2 separate regions of the Sus scrofa genome follow, and region 2 is linked to region 1. Evidence: chromatin contacts called from public Hi-C data. All regions are on one chromosome and are shown on one strand. Each heading gives the region's core, a stretch centred on a gene start, on an enhancer-like site or on the middle of the called end of the contact. The rest is flanking DNA. Distances are from core to core; before and after follow the strand shown. Region 1 overlaps MICAL2 (F-actin-methionine sulfoxide oxidase MICAL2). Region 2 overlaps LOC102160616 (a long non-coding RNA gene).

Region 1 (3,568 bases), core at 842-3,341:
TACTAGTCAGATTCGTTTCTGCTGAGTGACAATGGGAACTCCTCACCTGTGCTTTTGATTGATAACATCAATTATCTTTCTATGAGCCCCAATTTGAGATGCTTGTGTGCAGGTGCTTTTTCAGAGGCTCAGAGATGAAAGAGTTCTTTTCAAAGGTGAAGAGCCTTCTCTGCGGAACGGTTTCGCATTCAAGGATAACCCTCCCAGGTAGGTATGTGGCCTTTTATAAATGCAACCAGGAAAGCATGCATGCAGGTGGTGGGAAGCAGAGGGGAGGCCGGGCATGCCTCTGGCGTGGACTAGGCAAGCTGGCTCAGAGGGACAGCATCAGAAACGGCTTTCAAGTTGAGCACCACCCCACGTTGGTCACCAACCATGCCACCGAATGAATCCGTTAGTAGGCAAGACGCTCACGTTAGCACAACCAAGGCCACGGCGGTGGAGGGGGCAGGGGTGGTCAGGGCGCACCGGACGGGGCAGAAAGCGGGCAAAGGGTTAGTACCACTCTCTGAAAATCGGCAAGAAAACCAGTCACCTCAGAGCAGAAGTGTGTCAGCCAAGAAGTGGGTGGAGCACTGGAAGGCTGAAATGAGCTGACGGCCACAGTGTAAGGTTGGAAAGAGAGAGACAGAAAAGACAATTTAGTGAGGGCAGCAAGGAAAATGACGGACAACAGGAGAAGGCACGGGAGTTGAAAACCAGGCAACCGTTAAACAAAAACAAAACAAAACTTCCCCGAGGAAGTTGCTGCTTCTTAGGACAGATGAACCTTTCTGGCGGTGGTCAGCAACAGGGGGTCCCCTGTTCTCCACCCCCCGCGCCCCCCCATCCTCTCTGCCCCGGTTTTACTCTTCTGCCTCCTATTCATTCTTGAACATGTTGTGGAGGCTTAAAGACGTCTGCCCCCTCAGGATACAGCCCTGTGTTCTGGTGCTGCCCCACCAGGAAGGTTCAAAGTCTTGGAGCATATAAACATCTCAGGCTTCTTGACAGGAACACCCTGTCTCCCCAGAGTAATGCAAACCAGACTCCTTGTGGCTATAAGGGACATTCTCAGAGATCCTAACTTGGGCTTTGTGGAGCCTCCTGCAAAGCATTTCATCCTGCCCCAGAACAGACGGTCATAACAAGGACACAGCTGTGCACGCGTTCCCATTGTGATTTTCTAGAACCAGGCATAAAATGCATCATGCCCCCCCCACCCTGCGCCCCATGAAAATACCAGCAAAAATCTGGAAAAACACAAGGCGAGTCATAGGACTAAGAACAGCTCCCAAAAGGACAGAGGCGCCCGTTCCCATGGAGTTGGCCACAGCCGAGACCCTGATTCACCTGAGGACTTAGGAAAGTGCTTAGAGAAATGCCTCTCCTCCTCTTCCCATCCTAGAGAACGTGGCGTTTCAAAGCCCTCCAGTGGTCTGGCTCCTAACCCACCAGGCTCCATCCTTAGTTCATCTAGAGGATCTTTCAAGTGTTACAAGGCAGAGAATGGTCTCCGCCCAGCAAACTCTAGATAAGCTGAACACAGAAGAAGGCCTTTCTCTATGAGCTATCTCCACTGCTTGGCCAGCCCCAGCGGCCCTGCCTGTCCAGGCAGAGTGGAGTCGGGAGAGCTGAGGCCTTCTCCAGAGGCCCAGAGTAAAGAATGCAGGTAGACCTCAGGCCTGTTTTTGTCCTTAATAGGGTGTATTTCTTTTGCATGAGTTAATAACAGCCTCTACTCCCAGGCTCCCCTGCCAGTCAAGACACAGGGGAGCTTCCCCCTAGAGGTCAGACACATTCCTCTGCTAGGACAGTGTGGAAATAAATGGTTTCTGACTGCTTGACCAAATATGCACGGCAGCCGAGTGGCTAAGAAGCCAGGATGTCTGCACGCCATGCTCACGGGGCAGGCCACGCATCCCAGAAATGATACCCTGAGGTGCTAACGAGGGCCCTTCATCCCAAAGGACATGATGTGAGAAGGCGGTTTCTTCCGTCGGCCTGACCACTGCGGACCCTGAATGGCCTTGGCTCAGACTGTAGCCTGGGCTGGGGACATCATGGTGGGGGGGGGGGGTTGCTTAAAATGCCACCAGCTGACATAACTCCTCTGCACCATTGCATCAGTTTGATGGCACTCTGTGTGGTCAGGAGCCAATGGGCTTTTGCTGCAGTGCTCATTAGTGGGGAAGCAAAAATGTATATTTGTAGCAATCAGCTTGAAACCCTGTGGTTTTACGTCATTTGGCAATGGATTTGTATGGGGGGAGGGGGGACTTTAAAGCTACTATTTTACATTGAAACAAGGGAGCCAAACAAAGCTCCTCTCTCTGGGAGGACAGATAATAGGCAACCACACGCTGCCATGTGCTCCTGAAGTTTTAATTCTCTTTTATCCTTTCTGTTCTTTTCTTCTAAATTATTGCGTTTTCAGGTGGTTAAAAAACCGTCTTTGGTTGGCACGTGGTATCCGGGCACATAAATCAAAAGGCACTGGTCAGGAGATGACACAGTCGCTTTGGTTTATATAAAAGCCCAAATCATTCACGTTGCAGGTGGCAGCGGCTATTACAACTGACTGCAGCGTGGAAGGGGTTTGGACTACCAGTGATAAAGGTCAAACCTGTGTCTAGAAAAATGGACACGCACAGAAAAACAAATGCTTTCTCTTGGCTTCTTGAAAGTTAAACATTGAAATGTAAACCTAGAAACATGGCTCGCTTTGGTATAAAAGTACAAAGCTACAAAAAAAAAAAAAAAAAAAAAAATCCTTCATGTCCTGCTGGCCCGAGCACCGGGAGCAGATGGTCACGGTACCAGGCCAGGTGCAGGTGGCCGATGGGAAACTCTTTGGCTTTGAGCTAATGGGTTCACACACACGGGGCTCCCTGGCCAGAGCCCGAGCTGACTGCCCACGCTGCCATCTACACGGGAAATGTTAACGGCACTTTGGGGCTGGGTTTCAGTGCAGCTTGTCCGGGAAGCATCCGAGCAGCCAGTCGCGGATGCTCTCGAGGGATTCCTCGGACTCCCGGTACATGGAAGCCAGGGCCTCGGAGAACACCCACAGGAGGGGCAGCCCGAGGCTCAGGAGCTCGTATGTGTAGCAGTAGTTGTAAGCATTGTCCCTGATATGCTGGCTGGCGGCGCGCAGGAGTCCCTGAATCCAGTTAAGCAGCCTCCGGGGAAGGTGAAACAGGCCCCATGGCAGCCTGAGGGACCAGCTTAGCGCCTTCCTAAAGAAGGAATTGGGGATACCTGGGGGGCTGCCTTCCGGCATGCTGATGGCAGCAGCAGCGCAAGAACTTTCGGGGGGCGGGTCTCGCCGAGGGGCTTCTTGCTCTTTCCACATCCCCTCCTCCTGAGAAAGAGATCAAAGTGAGGCCACTTATGCTGTAGGGCACTGGGAACGATATCTCAGCATGGAGCATGATAACATGAGAACAAAGAGGGTCCGTGTGTACGTGGGACGGGGTCACCTTGCTGTACAGTAGAAAAGTGACAGAAGAGCTGTAAACCAGCTCAATGGAAAAACATAAAAATCATTAAAAATAAATTTAAAAAGTGAGGACATTTAGTCCGTGAC
Region 2 (3,200 bases), core at 332-2,831, 200 kb after region 1:
GCATCCTTCTTCTGTTCTGTACCTTATTTCTCTTTCACTTAGAAACCCCTGAATACCTACTTTCACAAGAGTCTGACCTGGTCCTCATGTCCTGAGTGCAAATTCAGTTCTCTAACTCTACCAATCTCCTGTTTCCACGGGTCAAAAATCAGTCCTTCTTCATTCAAAAAGATACATGCACCCCCATGTTCACTGCAGCACTATGCACAATAGCCAAGACATGGAAACAACCTAAATGTCCATCAACAGATGAACGGATTAAGAAGATGGGGTATGTATACACAATAGAATACTACTCAGCCATAAAAAAGAATAAAATAATGCCACTTACAGCAATGTGGACGCAACTAGCGATTCTCATACTAAGTGAATTAAGTCAGAAAGAGAAAGACAAATACCATATGGAATCACTTACATGTGGAATCTAAAATATGGCACGAATGAACCTATCCGCAAAACAGAAACAGACTCACAGACATAGAGAACAGGCTTGTGGTTACCAAGGGGGAGGGAGAAAGGGTGGGATGGACTGGGAGTTTGGGATTAGTAGATGTAAATTATTACATTTAGAATGGATAAGCAATGAGGTCCTGCTGTATAGTACAGGGAACTACATCCAATCACCTGTGATAGAACATGGTAGAAGACAATATGAGAAAAAGAATGTATATGACTGGGTCACTTTGCTGTACAGCAGAAGTTGTCAGAATGTTGTAAGTCAACTATAATAAATTTTTTAAAAAGAAAAAATATCAGTTCTTCTTAATGGGAAAATCAGTTACGATAAAAGGAACCGACTACCAGTTCTCTGTGGAGATAGATGCATTTTTAAAAAAAGATCTGCTGGGATGAATTTCTAGTTAATAGACTATGAGGGGGAGTTTTTATTTTTAACTCTGGGCCCTCCCAGGAACACTCTGAAATCCCAACTCCACCCAGTCCCCAACTGGCTCAAAAGAGCAAGGTAAGCGAATTGGTGCCTCCTCTACAAGGCTGGCAACCTCTAATCTGGCATCATGTATTATTTAGGACTTTCAGTGGGGGGTGAAAATTTTAAGTCTGGCTTCTAAGAAGTGTGTGGTATGTTTGGGGTTGGGTAGACCTAAAAATATTCTGAAACAACAAGGGTAAGTGTTATGAGTAGGGTATCCAGAGTCCCCTCTTCTTCCTGCAGTGAAGTCCAATCATCCTGCCCACAGAGAACTGCCTTGATGGGGAGAGAACCCCAGAAGGCCCTCACACAGGACAGGGGTAGTGGAAGGTGGGAGTGAGAGAGGCGGTGTTGCTAGGCAACCGGCTGCTGGCCAGTGTTGCCCTGGTGATGCTGGTTTGTGTATATGAGGTGGGTGCTCCTGGGTACTTGCTGAGTGTCTGTATAAGCAGGGTGGACTTTTTCATTATGATGCATTCCTGGAAACCATGCCATAATGTGGTTTGTCAGAATTTCCCAGAGGAACAGCGTGAGTTCTCCTTGAGGGGTTGCATTCCTGACTAAAGATGCAGCCGGAGATAAATCATAACTGTGATCAACAATCTGTCATAAGCAGAGGGCACCAGTGCCCAAATATCCTCGATGAGTTCTAAGGCTAAAATTACCCTATAGGCCTCACCACAAAGCTATTACCTGACTCCATGTGAACCCCCACGGACCATGTTCATTCATTCCCTCATTCACTCATTCGAGGGCTTTAGGGGTCATTGTGGTTCACTGCCAATATCAATTCCACTTCAGAGGATTAGTCTTCTAAGCCAGCATTATGAGCTGTAGACCTACCCCCACTACCTCAGCATGGGACCTGATCTGGAAACAGGGTCTTAGCAAAGGTCATCAAGTTCAAATGAGGTCATTAAGCAGGCCTCATGCAATATGACTGGTGTCCTTATTAAAAGGAGAAATTTGGCCTCAGAGACAGGCATGCACAGAGGCAAGATGGTGGGAGAACACAGGGAAAATTCCACGTGAAGACAGAGGATTGGAGTGACACATCGACAGGGCAAGGAATCTCAAGGATTTGGAGCAAACCACCAGAAACTAGGAAGAGGGAAAGAAGGATTTTCCTTTAGATTTCAGAGGGAGCCTGGTGCTGCCAACACATGGACCTAGGACTTATAGCCTCCAGAGTTGTGAGACACTACATTTCTATTGCTTCAAGCCACGTAGCATGTGGTATTTTGTGATGGCAGCCCCCAGGGACCTAATATGACTGGCCATGGTAATCCTAGCCTCTTGGCCCAATCCTGGCCAAGGAGCTACAAGGAGCTGGGCTGGATTCTGAGAATGGTTTCTGCTTTTTGCTCTGTAGGTGCTTGGATGTGACTCTGGGAACTGCTACCGTCATCATACTGCAAGTCTCAAGGGCAAAGCCCTTCCTGAGGAGGGCAGAGCGTAGACAGTAGGGATCCAGGACCGCTGCCCTTGTGGAGTCTCTCCTTCAGCCAAGCTGGAGCGAGCCCAGCCTCTGCAGTTATGTTGTGTGATCTCATACATTTCCCTGTGGTTGAAGACAGAAGGTGAGGTAAAGTCTCCTCACTGACACCAGGGTCTTCCACATGCAGCACATGTGAATCGGCTGTCCTGTGTGTTCAGCACGTCTCCCTGTCACCTCCCTCATGCAACCAACCCGACTCCTGCCCCTTCCCAACTGACTATGCTGGATCATTTGCAAAGGTGACCCTACCAAAAAAAAAAAAAAAAAAAAGGTTTTGGGTTTTTTTTGGGGGGGGCGGTTGGGGGGGTTGTAGGGCTACAAATACAGCATATGGAAGTTCCCAGGCTAGGGGTCCAATCAGAGCCACGGCTGCCAGCCTACACCACAGCCACAGCAATGCCAAATCCAACCCATGTCTGTGACCTACACCAAAGCTTCCAGCAATGCTGGATCCTGAACTCACTGAACGAGGTCAGCATCCTCATGGATACTAGTTGGGTTCATGTCTGCTGAGCCACAACGGGAACTCTCCTGTAGCTTCTTTTATGATTTAGCCTCAGAAGTCAAGCAATGGCCCTTCTGTTACATTTTATTAGTTTCCAATGAAATCACAAGAATTAGTGGCGTAAAACAACCATGGTAAGCCCTGAGCTTCCAAGTAAGGTTGCCATGCTATAAGGATTCCTGGGACATACAGAGAGGCCTCTCACGGGTATTCCAGCTGACAACTCCAGCTGACAGCCAGCTGGTGTCAAACTCCAGAAGATTCCA

Evidence for each region. Hi-C and Micro-C count contacts between places; a contact is called where the count stands out from the background.
Region 2: a contact with region 1 is called in a Hi-C map of embryonic fibroblasts, with 1.9 times the contacts expected there. The contact joins two enhancer-like sites. A contact is called at or near these places in 1 of 47 Hi-C or Micro-C datasets (embryonic fibroblasts) and 2 of 2 datasets of contacts at active chromatin or transcription factors (alveolar macrophages and skeletal muscle).

The regions. Positions count from the first base shown.
Region 1 is chr2:47,132,835-47,136,402 of Sscrofa11.1, forward strand. It overlaps MICAL2 (F-actin-methionine sulfoxide oxidase MICAL2), which reads right to left. Exons shown (of 38, transcript XM_021083313.1): 26 at 3,241-3,343. Among named protein-coding and RNA genes, the nearest start is that of PARVA, 110 kb to the left of the region's middle. Within about 2 kb of position 2,092, at least 9 of the 83 cell types and tissues checked have an H3K27ac peak or open chromatin away from gene starts, as enhancers often do. A contact at or near this core is called in embryonic fibroblasts, where this site is marked.
Region 2 is chr2:47,334,025-47,337,224 of Sscrofa11.1, forward strand. LOC102160616 (a long non-coding RNA gene) reads left to right here. Exons shown (of 4, transcript XR_301761.3): 4 at 2,304-2,673. Among named protein-coding and RNA genes, the nearest start is that of MICAL2, 34 kb to the left of the region's middle. Within about 2 kb of position 1,582, at least 6 of the 83 cell types and tissues checked have an H3K27ac peak or open chromatin away from gene starts, as enhancers often do. A contact at or near this core is called in embryonic fibroblasts, where this site is marked.